Regions from separate parts of the Hordeum vulgare genome. Here region 1 is linked to region 2. Evidence: chromatin contacts called from public Hi-C data. All regions are on one chromosome and are shown on one strand. The core of a region is the stretch at or near the end of the contact, and the rest is flanking DNA. Distances in the headings are between cores, read along the strand shown.

Evidence for each region. A called contact is a pair of places that touch in the nucleus more often than the background predicts.
Region 1: a contact with region 2 is called in a Hi-C map of leaf, with 3 times the contacts expected there. The contact joins the enhancer-like site here to the promoter of LOC123449100 in region 2. A contact is called at or near these places in 3 of 6 Hi-C or Micro-C datasets (leaf and seedling).

The regions. Positions count from the first base shown.
Region 1 is chr4H:491,533,445-491,537,584 of MorexV3_pseudomolecules_assembly, reverse strand. No RefSeq gene overlaps it. Among protein-coding and RNA genes, the nearest start is that of LOC123446675, 15 kb to the left of the region's middle. Within about 2 kb of position 2,429, at least 3 of the 3 cell types and tissues checked have open chromatin away from gene starts, as enhancers often do. A contact at or near this core is called in leaf and seedling, where this site is marked.
Region 2 is chr4H:490,796,681-490,800,810 of MorexV3_pseudomolecules_assembly, reverse strand. LOC123449100 (J domain-containing protein spf31) reads left to right here and starts at 1,748. Exons shown (of 9, transcript XM_045126187.1): 1 at 1,748-1,937; 2 at 3,476-3,566; 3 at 3,682-3,742. The coding sequence starts at 1,849.

The DNA.
Region 1 (4,140 bases), core at 1,180-3,679, 740 kb before region 2:
AGTTTGGTCGAACGTCATCACATCAACAGGTATGCCTACGTCACCATTGTCTCTATAATGTGAGTTGTTAACACACAAATTAAGCTATTCTGTTTGGTTAGAAAACACATCGCCTTCTGCATCTGGTGAGTATCGTAGCTAGGTGACAGTAGATTATGAAGTGGGCTTATCCGCAGTGTGATAATCTGTCAGAAAGAATCGATCATAATATGATTATACTTGTGATTGCTGCATTATAAAGAACAGAAAAAATAGACAAACCAGGTGATATGGCCACGGGTGTGTGTGTTCCGTTTAGAATAGGAGTTGTAGCTTTCTTACGGTCCCTTGCCTCACGTCTCCTTTTTAATATCCCATCCCGTTTAGTGCATACCTCTTCCTTCCCCTTTATCTCTTCATTTTTTGGATCTTCTTTTTGACCTACCAGAACAAAATCTTCAGAGACTGCAAGGTGCAAGGTCCAAGTAGGTAAGAATTGGTGATATAGTATTTATTTATTTAAATTGCCGTTGTTCGTTAGGTCCTCAAAGGGAGTCTGTGTCCCAATATGCTGAGAGGATGCCATATGCAACACAACACTTCTTCAATTCTGTTTGTTAGTAACTTAATTTATCAACAACTCGGTTTGTCAGGAACTCAATTTGTCATGTACAAAAAAACAAATATCAATATTATTGTGTCAAGATTATTGTTTTCAATGAATTTATTTCCATGAAAGTTTTGCAAGGAGCATTTTCCAATCCTCGAGGTCTATAGTAGGAAAGTACTTTACTTTGTTTTTTCAATCTAAATTGGCTATTGAAGGGTTCTCATAAACTATATTTTTCTATGCAACTCCATGGTCGACAGGCAGTTTGAACAAGATCTGTATCGACTGAAATACATGCATCTTCTATATGGTGTCATATAGTCATAGTGTTTTCAAAAACAAGGATTGGTATTAAACATGTTGTTATTTTTGTCTTATTCACACTAATGTTGCGGTGCATAAACCACTTGGCGAGAAATAACTAACCAGGAATCTTAATGTGCTTGTCTACTTAATTCTTTAATAAAACAGGCGTGTTGTGACATGGTGTCCTGTATAGGTAACAAATTATATAGTAGACCATGATTTATCAGATTACACAAATCGACAGTGTCATTGTGACAATTTCCTTTATTTTCTGATCATAAGGTGTGCAAAATGCAATGATGTAATCTACGCAGGGACAAGGCTATAAGTACGCCTATTATCCTTGAGACGGTTAGGCCACCATGGCTAGGACCGTGTGGACACCACAGCTAGGGCAACACACGATGATGGATTGATGTGTCCTCGAGACGTCGGCCAATAGGGCGAGGAGTGTAGGCCAGAGCTAAGGCAACTCTCTAGGAAGGGCCGGGGTGCCTCGAGACGGCACATCCACCGGGGCGAGGACGTCACGTAAACCAGGGGCGAGGACAATGGGGCGAGGCGGTTCGTGGCGGGTGGTGGCGTTGACCTACTTAGCGAGATCAGATGATGATTATATTTTTTTTTTCTGGAGGTAGCATCCTTGGGTTGTTTAGCACGACGTGTGTGGGCTGTGCCAACATAACATTAGATTTGAATCGTTGATTTGATTGGCAGATGTTTGATTTATTTTGGACAGTTGGATGCTATTAAGTTAGTTTGATCGGACATGCCTCGTTATCCTGTTTGTACTATGTGGTGTTGTATAGGGTAATTTAAGTTTGCTTTTTCATAGTAGTGAATGGGAAATGAATTTTTTCTTTGAAAAAATCACAAATTTAAAAATAGTTCACAATTTTTTAGGAAAACGTTCATGGATTTGAAAGAATTTCATCTAGTTCGAAAAAAGTTCATGAATTCCAAGCAAGTCTACCAAGCTTTGAAAAAAGGTTCACGGATTTAAACAAATCATCACGTTTCATGAAAAAGTTCACAAATTCGAACAAAGTTTAACATTAAGAATCACAAAATTCATTTTTTATGAATTTGGGAAAATTTCACCTAATTTGAAGAAGAAAATCACGGATTTGAAAACAGTTCATGAATTCTCAGAAAGTTTATCAATTTTGAAAATAGTTCACAAATAAAAAAAAACATGATTTCAAAGAAAAGTTTACGAATATCAGAAGGTCATAGATTTTGATAAAAAAAAGGCAAAGAAGAAAGCAAGTAAAAACCATCCAGAAAGCCAAAGAAATAAAAATATGAAATATAAAAATAAAAGGAAGAAGAAGGAAAAATAAAAAAAAGAGTTAAAAACCAAACAAAAAAGTACGATAAAACTCCATCGAAAGCTTGTAGAAGCTTCCCCAAACATGCCCGGAAGTTTCCCAAAACTGGCGAATAAACTACCAAGGAAACCTCCTATTGGACCGACCAACGCAACATCGGTGAGGTGAGGAGGGTGTGCGCCGCGTACAATAACATAATTAACCAAGAGCTCCTACCTACCGCTCATTATGGCAGGGACTTCCTGTGACGCACAGGGCGGGCGCCCTGTCTGGGCCGGTCCAATTTTGTTTCTTTTTTTCTTTTACTTTTTACTTTTTTGTTACTTTTTCCGTTTCTGTTTATTTCCTTTTTTGGTTTATTTTATCTTTCCTTTTTCCTTTTGTTTTTTTATTTGAAGCAAAAATATTTTTTCAATTTGAAGAACAATTTTCAAGAACTGTGAACAAATTTGGAAGGGTGAACAATTTTTTACAACACGAACATTTTTGAAATTTCATAAATAAATTATGAAACCGGGAACAACTTTGAAAAATTGTGAACTAATTTGGAAGCGCGAACAATTATTTAAAGCATGAACATTTTTTCAATCTTGAGAACAAAATTTTTAAAAATAGAATAATTTTGAAAAAACCCCAAACAAATTTGATAACACGAAGAAATTTTAAAGCATTTTTCTTAAATTTAAGAACAAAGTTTGAAAATCATGCATAAATTTGGAAGCGCTAACAATTTTGTAAAGCACAAACATTTTTGAACCTTTAGAACAAAATTTGAAACGGAGAACAATTTTGAAAAACCCGAACAAATTTTTAAAGCATGATTTTTTTGAATTTTGAGAACAAATTTTGAAATCAAGAACAATTTTGAAAAATCTGAACAAATTTGGAAGGCTAACAATTTTTTAAAGCACAAACAAATTTGGAAAGGTGAATATTTTTGCGAATAAATTTTGAAACGGAGAACTAATTTGAATCTTAAGGACCGGTTCACAAAAGAAACATAAAAGAGTAAAAGAAATGAAAAGAATAAAAAACTGATTCATTAACCGTCTATAAGTTTTCTAAAGCCGGAAAAAACGGTTAGGAACCTAGATGGTTCCCAAAATTGGAAAAAAAACTGGCTGGGAACCTAGATGGTTCCCAAAACCAGGGCTGCAACCCCGCTAAATGGTCCATCCCATTTGAGATCAATCCCGCTCCAGCTCTGTGTGAAGCCCTGACACCGCTTCACACAGAGGCGAATAGGGTTTTCCCTCCTACCTAGCATTCTTTGGGACGGGAACTCCTGTGCCACACAGAGGGGAGTCCCGACTCGCCCGACCGAGCTTTGTTTCTTTTTTTCTGTTATTTTATTCCTTTCCAGTTTATTTCCTTTTGTGGTTCATTTTATCTTTATTTTTTCTTTTTCTTTTTGTATTTGAAGTAAAAGCATTTTTCAAAATTGAAGGACAATTTTGAAAAGTTGTGAACAAATTTGGAAGCCCAATTTTTTTAAAGAATGAATATTTTTTGAATCTATGTACAAAATTTTGAAAAGGAGATTAATTTTGAAAACCCTAATTTTTTTTGAAAACACGAACAATTTTTAATGCACAAACATTTTTAAAATTTTGAGAATAAATTTCAAATTTCAAAATTTTTGAAAAATCATGAACAAATTTGGAAGCGCGAACAATTTTTTGAAGTTCAAACATTTTTTGAAACTTGAGAACAAAATTTTAAAAAGAGAATAATTTTGAAAAACCCCGAACAAATTTGAAACCGCAAAGAAACCAAGAACATTTTAAAGCATGAACATTTTTCTAATTTTGAGAACCAAATTTGAAACCAAGAACAATTTTGAAAAATCATGACAATTTGGAAGCGCGAACAATTTCTTAAAGCCCGAATATTTTTTGAACCTTGAGAACAAAA
Region 2 (4,130 bases), core at 499-2,998:
CTAATGGTCATATTAGTCCCGGTTCAAAATCAAACCGGGACTAAAGGGTCAAACGAAAAGCCTGTTTTCTACTAGTGATTCTGGGTGCCATGCTTTCCTTTTCAAGTGTAATTTCCTCGTCCCCATTCTACTTTTTTATACATTTTTTTCCTATAATGTCAAACCATGTATATTAATAAACCTATTGCATAGTTTGTCTTGATGGTAGTATATAAACGACTACTTTTTTTTGTGGAGGAATATAATAAGTGACTACTTGATAGAGCCAAGATCAAGTGCTTATGCCTCAAAAGTATTGCTTACGCGTTTCTTCATTAACACAGGTGGCTAAAAAAATGTGGTAGACTTGTGGCCCTCACGATTGTGCAGGGTATGCTGTCATAAGATGTTGAGTATCTCGCTTATCGCATATGCTGTGGTGGATCCTGCTGGTGTGAAAGATGCACTACCAAAACATGGAGCAGCAAGACCGGTAGCTATCATCCTCGCGACACCATCGCTGGTGCAACACCTACGTTATCCCTCTGATAATAAATCATGGGTACTCAAGAGTCAAGATGTTTTTTCAGGGATGCTAGATGCTAAAGATTAATTTTAGCATTTGTGTCATATGGCCGGTGCAAAGCACATTCCTATTCAGTGATGAATCATGATAAATTTGCTTGGGTGCATGTTTTTCCTTTTTGAGTGCATGGTCTTGACCTGCCCATATTTCCTTACGTGATATGAATTTGGGCGAGTCCATTCTGGACTTGGTCTTGACGTGCTATATGACCTTCCCACATTTGTTTACGTGATATAAATTTGAGCGTGTCCATGCTGGACTCGGTTTTATACATGTCAACTACTTCCTCCGTTCCTAAATATAAGTCTTTCTGAAGATTTCACTAATAGGCTATATACGGATGTATACAGACATATTTTAAAGTGTAGATTATTCATTTTGCTCCGTATGTAGACTCCTAATAAAATCTCTTAAAAAACTTATATTTAAGAATGATAAGACTTTTTGTACATGGTTAATATTGTGCGTACCCTTTTCAATTTGCATCCATTATCAACCGTTCTGATTAAAATCAAAGTGTTAAATATTGTTAGCCTACGTTGTTTGTCTTTTGTTTCAACAATATAAGAGTTTTTTTAATTGTATAAGGTAGTTCTATTATTTATCCATCTAATAAGAGTACAAAATAAAGCCGAATTTAACTATTTATAAATGTTACATGGATTTTATTTTAAAACCAAAATTCTATCCCTTTTCCCTTATTTTATCATTTCATATATAAAATTGATTACTTATTGAGAAATGTTTGCCGTCGGCCGATCCCTAGGGCTCGTCCGCCGTCTATTTGTCCGTCGTCGCCCCTATTATTATTAGGTAAAGATATAACATATATATATATAAATAGTATAAATAAGGTAAATATAAAGATTTATAAATAAAAAAAATAAAGCAAAAAACGAAAACAAAATTGTGAAGAAAAAACCGGGGGGGGGGGGGGGCGGGGGAGAAAGAAAAAACTTACATCTCGTGAGCTTGACGACAGCATGGCGTAGCACGTAGTTACTGGGCCAGCCCAGTGCCAGCCTCTTTTTGGCAAACGGCGGGCGGCACCCGATGAGATCTGGCCCATAAAGCCGAAACGCGCAGGCTGGATTGGAGTCGAGCGTCCCTGTGGGCTGCGCCCTTGGGAGCCCAACAAATCCGCACCGTCCCTTCTCTCTCTCCCTGTCCCTCTCTCGCGGCCGGCTCGTGTCTCGTGCCTCCGACGCAACGCGCTCTCGTCTTGCTCCCAGAGCTGGAGCCCACCCGAGCCGCGACACCCTTCTCCTCCTCCCCGCACACCCATGGGGTCGTCGGAGGCCGACGACGACCAGCTCCTCAAGAGTTTCTTGGCCGAGGTCAGCGAGGCCGAGCGCGACAACGAAGTCCTCAGGTTCCCCTCGCTCCCCACCTCCCAATCCCCCATCTCCCCGAGCGTTATCATTTCCCTTCTGGCACAACCTAGCTTCAGATCCCCTGTAGGGCCATCGGTTTCGCGCAATTCGTGGCCAATCCTGCGACGCAGTAGTTGTAGCCGCAGCTCGCTGCTGAATTTTGGGTCGGCGCCGGGCGGTCCGCTCGGGTTCGCGCGAACCCTAGGTCGAAGTCGTCCGGTTCGCTCACTCGTTCTCAGTTGTGTACTCCATGTGCTCGAACCACGAGTCGTCTCATCAAATAGGTCTCTACGTAACCTGGAATTTGATGCCCCCCCCTTGTGCAAATCGGTTGTTTGGGGAAATTTCCGCTTTTGCTACTTTGGTGGTGATGAGAGATACTATGATCCTTTGCTGCTTCTAAGATGCTAGTTCTTTGCTTTCTTGTAGTTTAGTATTTTATATGTTAGGTTGTACACACGCGGCACGGTAATGACATCTAGAGCCTTTCTGATATTGCACGCACCATGCCATGACTGGCATATATAGAACCTCTTGTGATGTACTACTCCCTCCATAAAGAAATATAAGAGCGTTTAGATCAGTAGTGATCTAAACGCTCTTATATTTCTTTACAGAGGTAGTATTTACTTGAACCGAGATGATAAGTCTGGATTCAAGAAGGACTAGCTCTTGCACTATGTTTGTGCCTTGGGCTGTGCTATGTTTGAGACCAATTTTGGTCAAGGTTTTGCTTGTTCATGATTTGGCCAATGCTGGGAAGGAAAATGAACCAGAATAGGCAAGGTGGCATGGGCATATGCCAAAAATTTGACAGCCATACAAACAAAACAAGGACGGAAGTTTTACCCACAACCAAAATATTCGTACGGTTTCTTCTTTGGCACCAACCAAAGGTACCTATGTCTTCCTGTGTAGCTTATGATGTCCAATGGACCCCGGCAGACAGATTGTTATGCTATTGGCTTCGAAGCCGGTTAAACATGGTCGGTGACTACTGACTAGGGAGGCATACTGTGCAACTAGCATGCTTTATTTTTTGGAATGACACACGATAGTTGCGTACATGTTTTATTTTTTTGGAATGACGCACGATAGATGATCAGTGAGATCTCTGACAGCACAAAACTGAATATTTGCCAATGCCATTTCAGCTTTATTTTAGTTGTACTTCCTCCTTTTGTCCTTTTCCTGATTTTAGATGTTATTTTAGTCTGTAGAAGGTATGCAGCTGACCATAGTAGCTGAATTTAATCATCCTATATAATCTCAGCTTATTTAAAGCTCCTTCACATCTAGATTACTCCTTTTCTATTGGAAGACTATACATAAATTATTGAGGGAGATCTATGCTGCAAGGAAACTTATGAATGCACCTTGAAATTATAGTGACTTGTATGTTAAAAAATGAGAAGTTCAACATGACATGTATCAAACAGGCGTATTATTCAGTTGATAAATAATAAACAAAAGCATCCAGGTTATTTCCGTGTTCTTGATTTTACGTTCCGTTTCTAACACATTCTAATCCTGTCAGGATACTCGGTTGCTTCAAGTTAAACCCTTTTGAGCATCTTAAGTTGTCTTTTGATTCTTCTGTGGATGAGGTGAAGAAGCAATATAGGAAGGTAAGAGAACATGGATTTAACATTGAACTACAGTGTTAGTTCTAGTCCTCCCCCCCCCCCCCCCCCCCCACCCCACTGCCGGCTAATTGTTGTCGCTTTCTTGTACCTTTTGCAGTTGTCACTGTTGGTCCATCCTGACAAGTGCAAGCATCCACAAGCACAGGAAGCTTTTGGAGGTATGTAAACTGTCTAATCATGACCACGTGGAGCATATGAGATGGTAATAGTGATACATAATCATATCAGTTTAGGAGACGGTACCAAGATCAAGAACAAGATGAATGTCATAAACAAGATCATGCCATGTCAAAACAAATAGTTTCATATGATTTTATGTATATATTTATGGGAGAGGGACGTACCAAGATCACGACATGCTATGAAAAAAACTGGAAAAATCTTTAATTTTACTGGCCTCAACAGCAAGCCCGGAAGTTTTAGAAGAGGTATCTGCCCGGCCTTAAACTGAGGCCCTTACAAGCTACCGAAGGTCCAACAAAGTCATGGGCCTACAAATAAAGCGCTAGGAAGTAAAGATACGAGGAATACAAGGCATCAGCCCAC